Linked DNA regions of Mus musculus: region 2 is linked to region 1. Evidence: chromatin contacts called from public HiChIP or PLAC-seq data. All regions are on one chromosome and are shown on one strand. The core of a region is the stretch at or near the end of the contact, and the rest is flanking DNA. Distances in the headings are between cores, read along the strand shown. Region 1 has its middle 98 kb from the start of Gm12159. Region 2 has its middle 110 kb from the start of Gm22284.

Region 1 (5,446 bases), core at 1,326-3,825:
TCTGGGCAGCAATGGCTTAATATTACAGATAAGATGAATTCAAAATTTATCTCAACAAGATTTTCCTTTGCAAGATCAGAAACCTAGCACATTCTGCTAAATGCAGGTTATTATCAACACTCAGCTATACTAGCGTTTGGAGCATAAAGAAAGAAAAGCAAATAAATAAATAAATAAATAAATAAACAGATAGATAGATAGATAGATAGATAGATAGATGATAGATAGATAGATAGATAGATAGATAGATAGATAGATAAAAATAAATTACCAAACCAAATCATAAAGCCTACCCTTCTTGAGAATGGGATACATTCTGAGAAATGAGTCATCAGATGAACTGAGCATTGTGGGAATGCTACCATGTGCACTTATTCACAGCTGCATGGTGCGGCCCACTGCACACCTTGTCCTATGGTATATATAGCCTGACATGTAGTCTGTCATCAAAACATCTTCATGTGGCCTGAGACTGAGTAAGAGAACCAACGCTTCACACAAGCAATCTTAAAATTATACATTTATTTATGTTGCATGTATGTGTGTGGGCATGCACACATCACTACCTACATGTGAAGGTTAGAAGACAATTTGTGACTTAGTTTTCTCCTCCTACCATGGGAATTGTAGCTTATTTAGTTCATCATGATCTTACCTGGTTCTATTTGTGTTGCTGAAAAGGGGGAAGGGTTTGGTTCTCTTACAGCTAAGTAATATTCCATCATGTATTTTCTTCATTTGTTCATTAATAGATGGATCCTTAGTTTGTTCCCATGTCTTGTGTACTATAAACCATGCTGTAGTAAACACTAAGTACAAATATCTCTTCAGAATGCCAACTCTTTTCTCTTGGTTATATACCCAGTTATATGATAATAGTAGAATCACCGTGTTATGTAATAATTCTATTTCTACTTTTTTTTTTCTACACTGAATCTTAATTGCCAAAACTTCTAACTTCAGCTACAAGTTGTCTTGTTAAAATCCTTCAATTTAGCCTAAGTGTGATTTTTTGATAACTTCCAGAATTTGCAAAATTCTTCAATTAAAAAAAACACCAGTGCCGGGCATGGTGGCACACACCTTTAATCCCAGCACTCGGGAGGCAGAGGCAGGCGGATTTCTGAGTTCGAGGCCAGCCTGGTCTACAGAGTGAGTTCCAGGACAGCCAAGGTTACACAGAGAAAAACAAAACAAAACACCAAAAGAGTGAGACACGGTGGGTCATGGCTGCAATCATAGTCATCAAATAGTTGAAATGAGTCCCATGAGTCCCGTAGCTTCAGAAGAACCTTAACAGAGACCAAAATCTCTAGCTTTTATTCTGTAGATCATAATCATATCACAAGTATAGACTTAGAAAGTTCAGAAAACCTATTTGTCAGTGCTTCAGGGAAAGTTTAAGTCATAGTCAGGTTTAAACTTCCGAGCCCTTGGCTGAACACTGCTTTCAAGCTATGTATGCTATGTATCTATGTACACTATGAGTACATCAAATATACACAAACAACCTAGTGATACCTGAGACCTTGGTATTATGCAAAGAGTAATACACATGATGTAAATTTCCTATATCATTGATCACCACTTTGCATGTGGAAAACTTCACTAATTACAGATGTATATATGTGGCCACATTTTCTCTAGATGCTGAGACCTCAGAAATGTAAGCTCAACAAAAACTGCCAAGTGAGTGTTGCTTTTCCTCATCAAATGTCACAATGGAGGTGGAGCCCATCAAAAGTGAAGTCACCAAGAATGCTGATTGGAGAGGCAGGAGCAGCGGCTCAGTGGTAAAGAGGACTTACTGCTCTTTCAGGGGCTCCAGCTCCAGGACCTGCTGCTCTCTTCTGGCTTCCATGGGTACCCACAGGCACTTACCAGATGTCCTCACATGCTTGCTGTCCACCCATGTAAACATACAAGCATACAAGGAGGGAAATGCTGGTTTGAAATGGTGAAGGAAGAATCTTAAGGAATTGATTTTAACGGATCTTCTTTTTAAAAAAAAAAAAATAGGTTGATTCGTTTCTGATTTCTGTCCCTGTGAAAACTCGCTTTTTCTTTGGAAGAGAAATTTTATCACAGTAACTGAGGAATGCCTCTTTTTAAAGCAAAAGAATGTCATCACAATGGAACATCTGGTGTTAGGACAGAATATCCCCTGCCTCCAGATCCACATTGTCTACCATGCTGGATCCTCCCTGTATTAAAGCAGATGTTGAGAACATGCCCTTATGCTGGAAATATTTTCCAGGATGGCAGGTGTACATGGACAGGTAAATGAATCTCACAATACCACAGACATCCGGAATATGAAGATTTTGGTTAACCGAGGAAAAGAATTGTTGTCCTGTGTGATTTTGGGAACCTGAAGATCATATCTGCCTTATTCCTCCACTCTTCTTCCATGAAATGATCCCATAGGCTCCTGTGTTTGAACACTTGGACTTCATGGTGGTGCTGTTTGAGGAGGCTGTGAAACTCCAGGAAGTAGAACCTCATAAGAGGAAATAGTTCCCCAGGGGCAAGCCCTTGAGTCTTCCTAGCTAGAGCCCACTTCCTGTTTACTCTCTGCTTCCTGAGTGTGAGTGAAGCTGACTAGCTCTCTTTGGCCTGTGATGCTGTCCCCGGCTCTCTACCCCAGACTTGCAAGCCAAATAAATCTTACCCTACCTTAATTGCTTTCTCTTGTATTTTGATGTAACAACTAGCAAGCCACCCTTCTATCACAGCAATAGGGTGATCTTTAAAGGAAATCCCAGCTTTGGGAAGATTCTCTCTCTGTGTCAAAGTGCCCCTCAGCTCCTCTACCCTGCAACTGCAGGAGTACCCCATGCCATATGTGTACATTGAAAGGGTGTTAACAACTAATTTCCCAAAGAAGAGTAAGGTCATCTTGTTAGGGACACTTGGCGAGCATTTGAGTACTGATTCTATGTTACACATCAATTTAGGATTTGGAAACATAATGAGTCATTTCCAGAAATCTCTGTACCTAGGAATTAGAGAGAACACATGTCAAACAGGAAACATTAACATTAAACAGGCATTAACTGTACTTCTGAGCCATGCTGCAGGTTTTCTCTGGGTCCTTTGGTATCATTGGGCACATATAAAGCCTCAGCAAAGACATAAAGAGTATTGCATTCATCTCTAGCAGCTGGAGTCTGGCCCAGTCAATGTATTTATTATATCTGTTGTCTCCACGTGAGCCCCAGGTACTTCAACAGCTATACTAAGCCTGGCTTCCTGTTCCCAGGTGTGTACCATTCCATCACTGTCTAAACTTGATGCCAGTGCAGGTCTCCACAGTTAGTGGAAAAGAAAGAATAAGATGCATTATAGAGAGGGGCAGGACAAGCTGCAGGGTCAGAAGAGAGGGGTGGTTCAAGCAACTGAGGCAGAATTGTGTACCAGCTTCTGAGCTGTTGGCTGTTAAAAAGCTTCTGTGACCTTTAAGAAACATCACCCAAATTCTCATCTTTGGAGACATGCAATGCTGGGACTTGCTTCTGGAGATGTCTGGGAAGGTCAAGGCTCTCGGAGAGTACTGGCTCTTGCCTTGCTGCTCATACCTTGCACAGCAGCCCTCAAAGAGCAGCCTCAGTGTGTCTTCCTGAAACACCGGAACTGCTGGGAGGTGCCCAACTTCATTTTTTCCGTTTTCTGTGGCTTCTGAGCGCAGATCTCCATGTGTGCCGAGCCAATGAATAGTAAATATCAAGCCCTTGACTTTCTCAGACCTGTGGGACCCGTGTAAGGGGAAAAAGAAAAGGGCTCTCAAGAGTCTCACACTCCTTTCTTTAAGCTGCCATCTCCTCTGTTTGGAGTCCTCTTGCCTGGTGTACAGAGAAGTAATAAAACATGGCAGAGAACAGCACAAGGTTCAAATGTCAGACTACATCTACTTTGGAGTGTTTTATGAAAACAGTGCCACAAGACTCAGAATCAGCCTGAAAGCTCAGATCCAAGACCCTGGGCCTTCTGTTGTTGTTCAGATTATTATCCTGGCATTTTGTTAAGCCAGCTCCATATTACCCAGGAATAGATAGAGGGCGGCTACTCTTTTTGCAGGATATGGTATCTGACTGTTCTTGTTGAAGTCAAACCTTAATGTGTTCTAAATGTGTGATATGTGTCAGGGGCTTTCTTTACCATAGTTAAGTCTCTTTCCGTATCTGGAAAATGAGAGTCAATAGCACTCATCTCATGGGGCTTGTTTAGGATTGAATGGAATATTTGTTTAAACCTCTTAGCATCGAGACTAATAAATAATAACTACTAAAATGTGCTTGCTGAAGCATTTATATATGTACAAATTTACACATATCTGTAACCCGAGGAGAGAGGATCACAAAGTATGAACAAGAAATTGAGTAGGGCTGGGGAGATGGCTCAGTCATCAAGAGTAACTGTTACTCTTGCAGAGGATACCCAAATTCACTTCTGAGCACCCACGTAGTAATTAGCAACCATATCTAGCTCCAGTTCCGAGGGATCTGATGCTCTCCTCTGACTTCTGTGGGCTATGGGCTGGCATGTGGAACACATATATTCATGCAGGCTAAACATTCACACACATTAAATAAAAGGCTTTAAGAGAAGCATTTTAGTAATATAAATCCAAAGTTGTATATGTATTCATGTATCTGAATGTTTAATGTTTAAATAACTTTTAAACCTGAACTCTTTTGAGGGCATGCTCGGATTAAAGCTATGTCCATGTATGTTAAGTAGGCACTATAACACACACACACACACACACACACACACACACACGATCTTGGATGCTCGTGGCACCTACCATGACAAGACATGATTATCCTTATATCAGTTGTCAACTCTGCTTCACACCAGCAAAGCCACCTCCTAGGGATACTTAAGCCACTGTCACCAGAGGCATGAATTACAAAGAAACAGGTCCAACAGTTGTCTTCTGCCTTCATTCCTGAGTTACTGGCTTCCTTTGTTTCTTCTCTTTCTATCTGATCTATATAATCTGTCTCTACTTTAGGCAATTCATGGGTTTTTTTTTTTTTTTTTGGTATGGCCTTTAATACAAGAGCACACATTTCTGATCCTTCCCTTTGTGCCTCTAGGCCCAGCACCAGCCACATCCTCCTCATATGAACCACCCCACAGGTCCACTGCAGTCCTGTTTCTCATATGAACCACCCCACAGGTCCACTGCAGTCCTGTTTCTCATATGAACTACCCCACAGGTCCACTGCAGTCCTGTTTCTCATATGAACCAACCCACAGGTCCCTTATAGCTCCTTTAGCTCAAACCTCAAAACCACCAACCAAATACAAAGCCCAGTGGGCTGTTGGCTTCGCCTTGCTCTGCTTGCTTCAACCCCCCTTCCTTTTCTGGGTACTCTTCCCACGGTTTCCCAGGCCCCACCCCATGCATACATCTGTCATCAACTTCTTTGGTCCCACA
Region 2 (5,446 bases), core at 1,404-3,903, 320 kb after region 1:
TGCAGCTATAAAAATTAGATGACCAGCATATGCGAAATATAAACCAGTTTTTAATAATAGTCATGTCTATGGTGCTTCCTAGAATTATTTTTCTGATATGTTTGCACAGTAGAGAAAACCCATGTTGGTATGAAACACTCCATAATCTCCCTGTCAGGAAGGACAGGTTCTCAATGAAAGAACAAATCTTCCAAAGTAATAACTCTTCCCTAGGCACCAAGAACCCCCTGTTTACATGACTCTCAATATCAGTGCAAACCCACTGCATGCTTGCATATTCTGGGTTTTTTTTTTTTTTTAATGACCTGGAAACACAGGTCAGACCAATGGCAGTGAATGTCTTTCCATCAAATTTAGTCTTCAAAGGGCCTTTCTTCTTGAGTGAACCCAGAGTTTCTTGTGTAAATACCTGGCACCAGGTCTGAAGTAGAACGTGTCTGCACTGGGCTCTGAACACACTGACATGAAATTAGAAGAATCTCCCCAAGGCTACTAAGATGCATTAGAAAGGACCCTCTCTTGTGAGACTATGCCGGGGCCTAGCAAACACAGAAGTGGATGCTCACAGTCAGCTATTGGATGGGTCACACGGCCCCCAATGGAGGAGCTAGAGAAAGTACACAAGGAGCTAAAGGGATCTGCAACCCTATAGGTGGAACAACATTATGAACTAACCAGTACCCTGGAGCTCTTGACTCTAGCTGCATATGTATCAAAAGATGGCCTAGTCGGCCATCACTGGAAAGAGAGGCCCATTGGACTTGCAAACTTTATATGCCCCAGTACAGGGGAACGCCAGGGCCAAAAAGGGGGAGTGGGTGGGTAGGGGATTGGGGGGGGGTGGGTATGGGGGACTTTTGGGATAGCATTGGAAATGTAAATGAAGAAAATACCTAATAAAAAAAAAAGAAAGAAAGGACCTTGAGGTTTCCACTGGCCTAAGACGTGAGCTTTCTGATAGACGAAACTATACCAAGAGATCACACTAGCAGCACCAAACAATAAGCAGACACATTACATCCTGAATAATGTGTGTTTGCTATTTTGAAGCTAGGGAAATAAAAATGTATCTTACTTATCTATATGAACTACATGGGAATGGGTGACACAGCAGATGAAAGAACGTCTTTATAAAAAGTGCTACAGTCGGGTGGTGCTGGCGCACACCTTTAATCCCAGCACTTGGGAGGCAGAGGCAGGTGGATTTCTGAGTTCGAGGCCAGCCTGGTCTACAGAGTGAGTTCCAGGACAGCGAGGGCTATACAGAGAAACCCTGTCTCGAAAAACCAAGCAAGCAAACAAATAAATAAATAAAGATTAAAAGTGCCACAATAGTGCAGTCATGAGATCCACTGCAGCTGTCTATATTGAACCTGTACAAGACTGAGCCCATCCATACTCATTTTGTTTAAGATTTATTTATTTATTTATTTATTTATTTATTTATTTATTATGTTATATGAGTACATTGTAGCTGTCTTCGGACACACCTAAAGAGTGCATCAAATCCCATTACAGATGGTTGTGAGCCACTATGTGGTTGCTGGGAATTGAAATCAGAACATCCGGAAGAGCAGTCAGTGCTCTTAACCACTGAGGCATCTCTCCAGCCCCATACTCAATCATTAATGGGAAAGGACTTATAGGGTTATGGGGACCTGCATCTCCGAGCTGAACTACTGGTTACTGATGGATGCCCAGGAGATGGATAGTCACTGGTTTCTGTTGTGTACCCACCGTTGAGCTCATCAGAGGCCATGGGAGAATGCTGCCTACTGACTTGCTCCCAGTGGCTTGCTCCATTTAGGTTTTAGAGAACCCAGGACCACCTACATGTGGATAGTACAACCCCACAGTGGACTGAACCCTCTTCCATCAAGAAAATGCCTCACGGACTTGTCTACAGAACAGTCTTATGGAGGCATTTCTCAATCTCTTTCCAGGTGACCCTTGCCTGCATCAAGTTAACAAAAAATGTAACCAGCCCAGGCAGAGATAGGATTCAAGGGTAGACGCACTGCCACTAAGCCGGAGCACCTGTAGTTATATATCCCAAGGACATACATGGTGAAAAGTTAGAAGTTGTCCTCTGAGGTCTGTACACATAAAGTACATTCATACATGTAATGACATACATGTAATTGTTTTTAAAGGCAATGAAGAAGGGGGAGCCATAGACTTGAAAAGATCTATAACATTTAAAAATCATATACACGAGCAAGACTAGAGGATGAGGTAATGTCCACAGCTGATAAAGCCATAGACCAGTGTAAGACGCGGGTCATTAAAAAGTAGTTATTTTCAGAGAAGGGGACTTGTTACAGTTGGGACAGACAGAGTTACATGTGCAGGCAGCTGTTCCACTTCTTCATTTGTGGAGTGACTGTAATGTTATTTACTATCTACCAATTCAACAAGCTGCACACTGGCTTTGTTTTTCTAGATGTCTAATTTCAGGGATGTGTGTTGAAAACTTTAATTACGGTGATAATTCACTTGCTTTGCGCATGAAGTTACTGTTCGGACACGACTAAGATGCAGTCCCCTAAGCAAAGGCCTACGTTTCCTTCCCTTTTTGAAAGAACTGGGATATCATAACTAGCGCCTGTCCATGGTTCCTTGATTAGACACACAGCAGAACCCACTGAAGCCTCACTGAAAGGTCTGTGACTTGGTTAAGAGAAAAGGCAAACACTCCACATACTACACCATGATGCACTTCCTCCATGATGCCTCTCCCTGCCAGGGAGAGGCTTCAAGTCTCCAGTCCCAGGATGGGAAGCTTACTGCTTTATGTTCCCCAGTTTTATAGTCCAGGCTCTTCTGTTTGTATTTCTTATACTCTTTGGAAATGTCATACATGTATCCAATATATCTACCTCCCACTCCTTCCCTGCAACTCCCCTTGGCCTTCCCTCAACACAACTTCTTCGAAATTTTAGGTCCGTCTGTCTGTCTTTTCCTCTCTCTCTCTCTCTCTCTCTCTCTCTCTCTAACTAGTTCTGCCCATATGTGTGAGCAGCCTACCCATGGCTACAACCCCAAAGAAAGTTGACTCTCCCTCCCCCTGAATGTATCAGCAGCCAGCCATCTGCCCCTCGGCTGAGAATGGGGCCTCAGGAGCCCTCCCTGCCTCATTGCTCCACACTGGATTAACTGACTTAACCGTGCTCTTTTCCAGGGTCTGGCACCAACCAGCCTTCCCACCTTCCCCATTCCCTGCTTCTCAGATACTTCACTCCACCTAGCTGCTCTACTTTGGGACTTCAATTTTCTGTCCGTCTTTTCCTTACTTCCCTCTTCATGGCTCCTCTACTCAATTTTCCCCTTTCCTTTGCCTCAGTACTACTTCAGTTATCCTTTAAGATACAGCTCTGTCCCCACACTCTAAAGTAATGCTTTCTTAGTCAGCCCCATTTTCCTTTATGTGCATTTCAAGATTGTCCAATACCACTATTAGACACTTGGTGTATCTCACTTGTAAGAGCATTTATTATTATTATTTTTTTTAGGGTCATCTGCCAATTTGTTTTGTATTAAGTCTGAGGCTATAACTGGTCCATTGTACATTTTTAAAGAATGCCGTCTGTGATGCTTTTTAGATGGGTAGTGGATAAGTGACTGGGTGAGTGGGGTGGATAGGTAGCTGAACTGGTAGTGGGTAGGCGTGTATGAACAGGTGAATGGACAGATTGGTGGATGGATAGATGGAAGAGTGGATGGGTGGATGGATAGATAGGTGGGTGGGTGAGCAGGGTGGACAGGTGGGTACATAGGTAGATAAACTGGTAGCCGAGTGGATAGGTGAATGTATGAATAGATGGATGGATGGATGGATGGATGGATGGATGGATGGATGGATGGATGGATAGGTGGGTGAGTGGGTGGGTAGGTAGGTGGTTAGACACATGGATAGGTTGCTGGATGGATAAATGGATGAATGGATGGTTAGAAGGGTGGATGGGTAGATGGATAGGTGGGTGGTCAGTAGATGATTTGAAGAACAAACCGAATGATACTATGTTGGAAAGCATCGGCAAGTACTGACAAATGTGGCCTGTTTATAGTCAATGGAAATAGAATGATGATTCCCCACTTGGGCAATGGCAAAGGAGTCACTGCAAAGGAGTCACTGGTCAGCTATTAACACTTACACATTGGGTGCTTGGATGCCCAGATGCTAAAATGAAAGTGGAGGTCTCAGAGCATGAGAATAGCTGTGATAAATCTTTCAAAACTCCAGCTTCACTCACGCCAGGACACTTAAGCAGGCCACCCATTGAAAGTTTGAAACCTCATGCAGACATTTTAAGAATAAATATACTATATGCTTTATACATTTTACGAAGATTTATGATCAGAATTACTAATGGCAAGTTCGGTGGCAGACAGGAGCAGTTGGATAAAAGACCTTTAGAATCTAAAATCTAGGTATGTAGTAGGTGCCAAGAAAAATATAAGGTCCTATCCCTGAGCTGTACAGGTGACATCTGTACAAAGAACAAAGAGTAAAGTCCTTGATACGTGTCAACTATTTCAGAGCACTCCCAAAGTACAAGGAACAGCTCAGATCACCATGCCAATAAAGTGACATGGGCCGTCTCTGAGTCCCTTTCTTAAGTAGTCATTGGCCCACATCCTTCTGAAGAAAAGCTTCAGGAACAGGTGTGCAAGAAGCAAACAGATTGGAAAGTTTGAGCTCAACTGTCAGTGGAACAATATTAGAGGTTTAAAAAAAAAAATTTGCACGGGGCTCTCCCCTGCAGGAAAGCAGGGAGTGGTCTCCTATGTCAGGAGGAACGTTAAAGCAGCCATCACATATGGCTGTGTATTTAGCTGGGTTGTTATCCCTGTTTTACTGATGACACAAGCCAAGATTCAGAGAGATAAGGAGAGCTGGCCAAGGGCAGGAGAGATGGTTTAGCAGTTTAGAGCACTGGGTGATCTTCCAGATGACCTGGGTTTGACTCCCAGCACCCACGGAGCAGCTCACTACCGCCCTCTTCTGGCTCCTCAAGCATCATGTACACAAGTGGTACAGAAAAATATACATGGAGGCAAAACCAGCAGACGCATAAAAAAAAAATTGTTCACATTTTTAAAAACCATGTTTGAAAAGAAATAATTGCCCAAGACCACAGAGCCAATCAGCATCAGAAGTAGGAGTTCAACCGATGTTGGTTTTCTCCTAAATGCCAGCACATTGTACCACAAGGCAGAACTCATAGCACATGTCAGTGAAGTCACCTACCTCATTATCATCCCATTTCATGGATGAAGAAACTGAGTCCATTCAAGATAAACCAGTCCATCCAAGAGCTCATTGTCAATTTGTGACAGGCTCTTCAGTATGGGGTAAAGCATTCTCATCCTTTATATCTATTCAGAATTCTAGACAGAGGATGGAAGGGGACTTCCAAAAGCTCTAGTGTCTGGGAACCACAAA

What was found. HiChIP or PLAC-seq counts read pairs in DNA pulled down with a chosen protein or histone mark.
Region 2: a contact with region 1 is called in an H3K27ac HiChIP or PLAC-seq map of large pre-B cells, with 7 times the contacts expected there. The contact joins two enhancer-like sites. A contact is called at or near these places in 1 of 39 promoter capture datasets (the C10 cell line), 2 of 15 datasets of contacts at CTCF or cohesin (large pre-B cells and pro-B cells), 3 of 484 Hi-C or Micro-C datasets (brown adipocytes, liver and pre-B cells) and 1 of 115 datasets of contacts at active chromatin or transcription factors (large pre-B cells).

The regions. Positions count from the first base shown.
Region 1 is chr11:45,211,751-45,217,196 of GRCm38.p6, forward strand. No RefSeq gene overlaps it. Among named protein-coding and RNA genes, the nearest start is that of Gm12159, 98 kb to the left of the region's middle. Within about 2 kb of position 2,576, at least 19 of the 459 cell types and tissues checked have an H3K27ac peak or open chromatin away from gene starts, as enhancers often do.
Region 2 is chr11:45,528,893-45,534,338 of GRCm38.p6, forward strand. No RefSeq gene overlaps it. Among named protein-coding and RNA genes, the nearest start is that of Gm22284, 110 kb to the right of the region's middle. Within about 2 kb of position 2,654, at least 6 of the 459 cell types and tissues checked have an H3K27ac peak or open chromatin away from gene starts, as enhancers often do.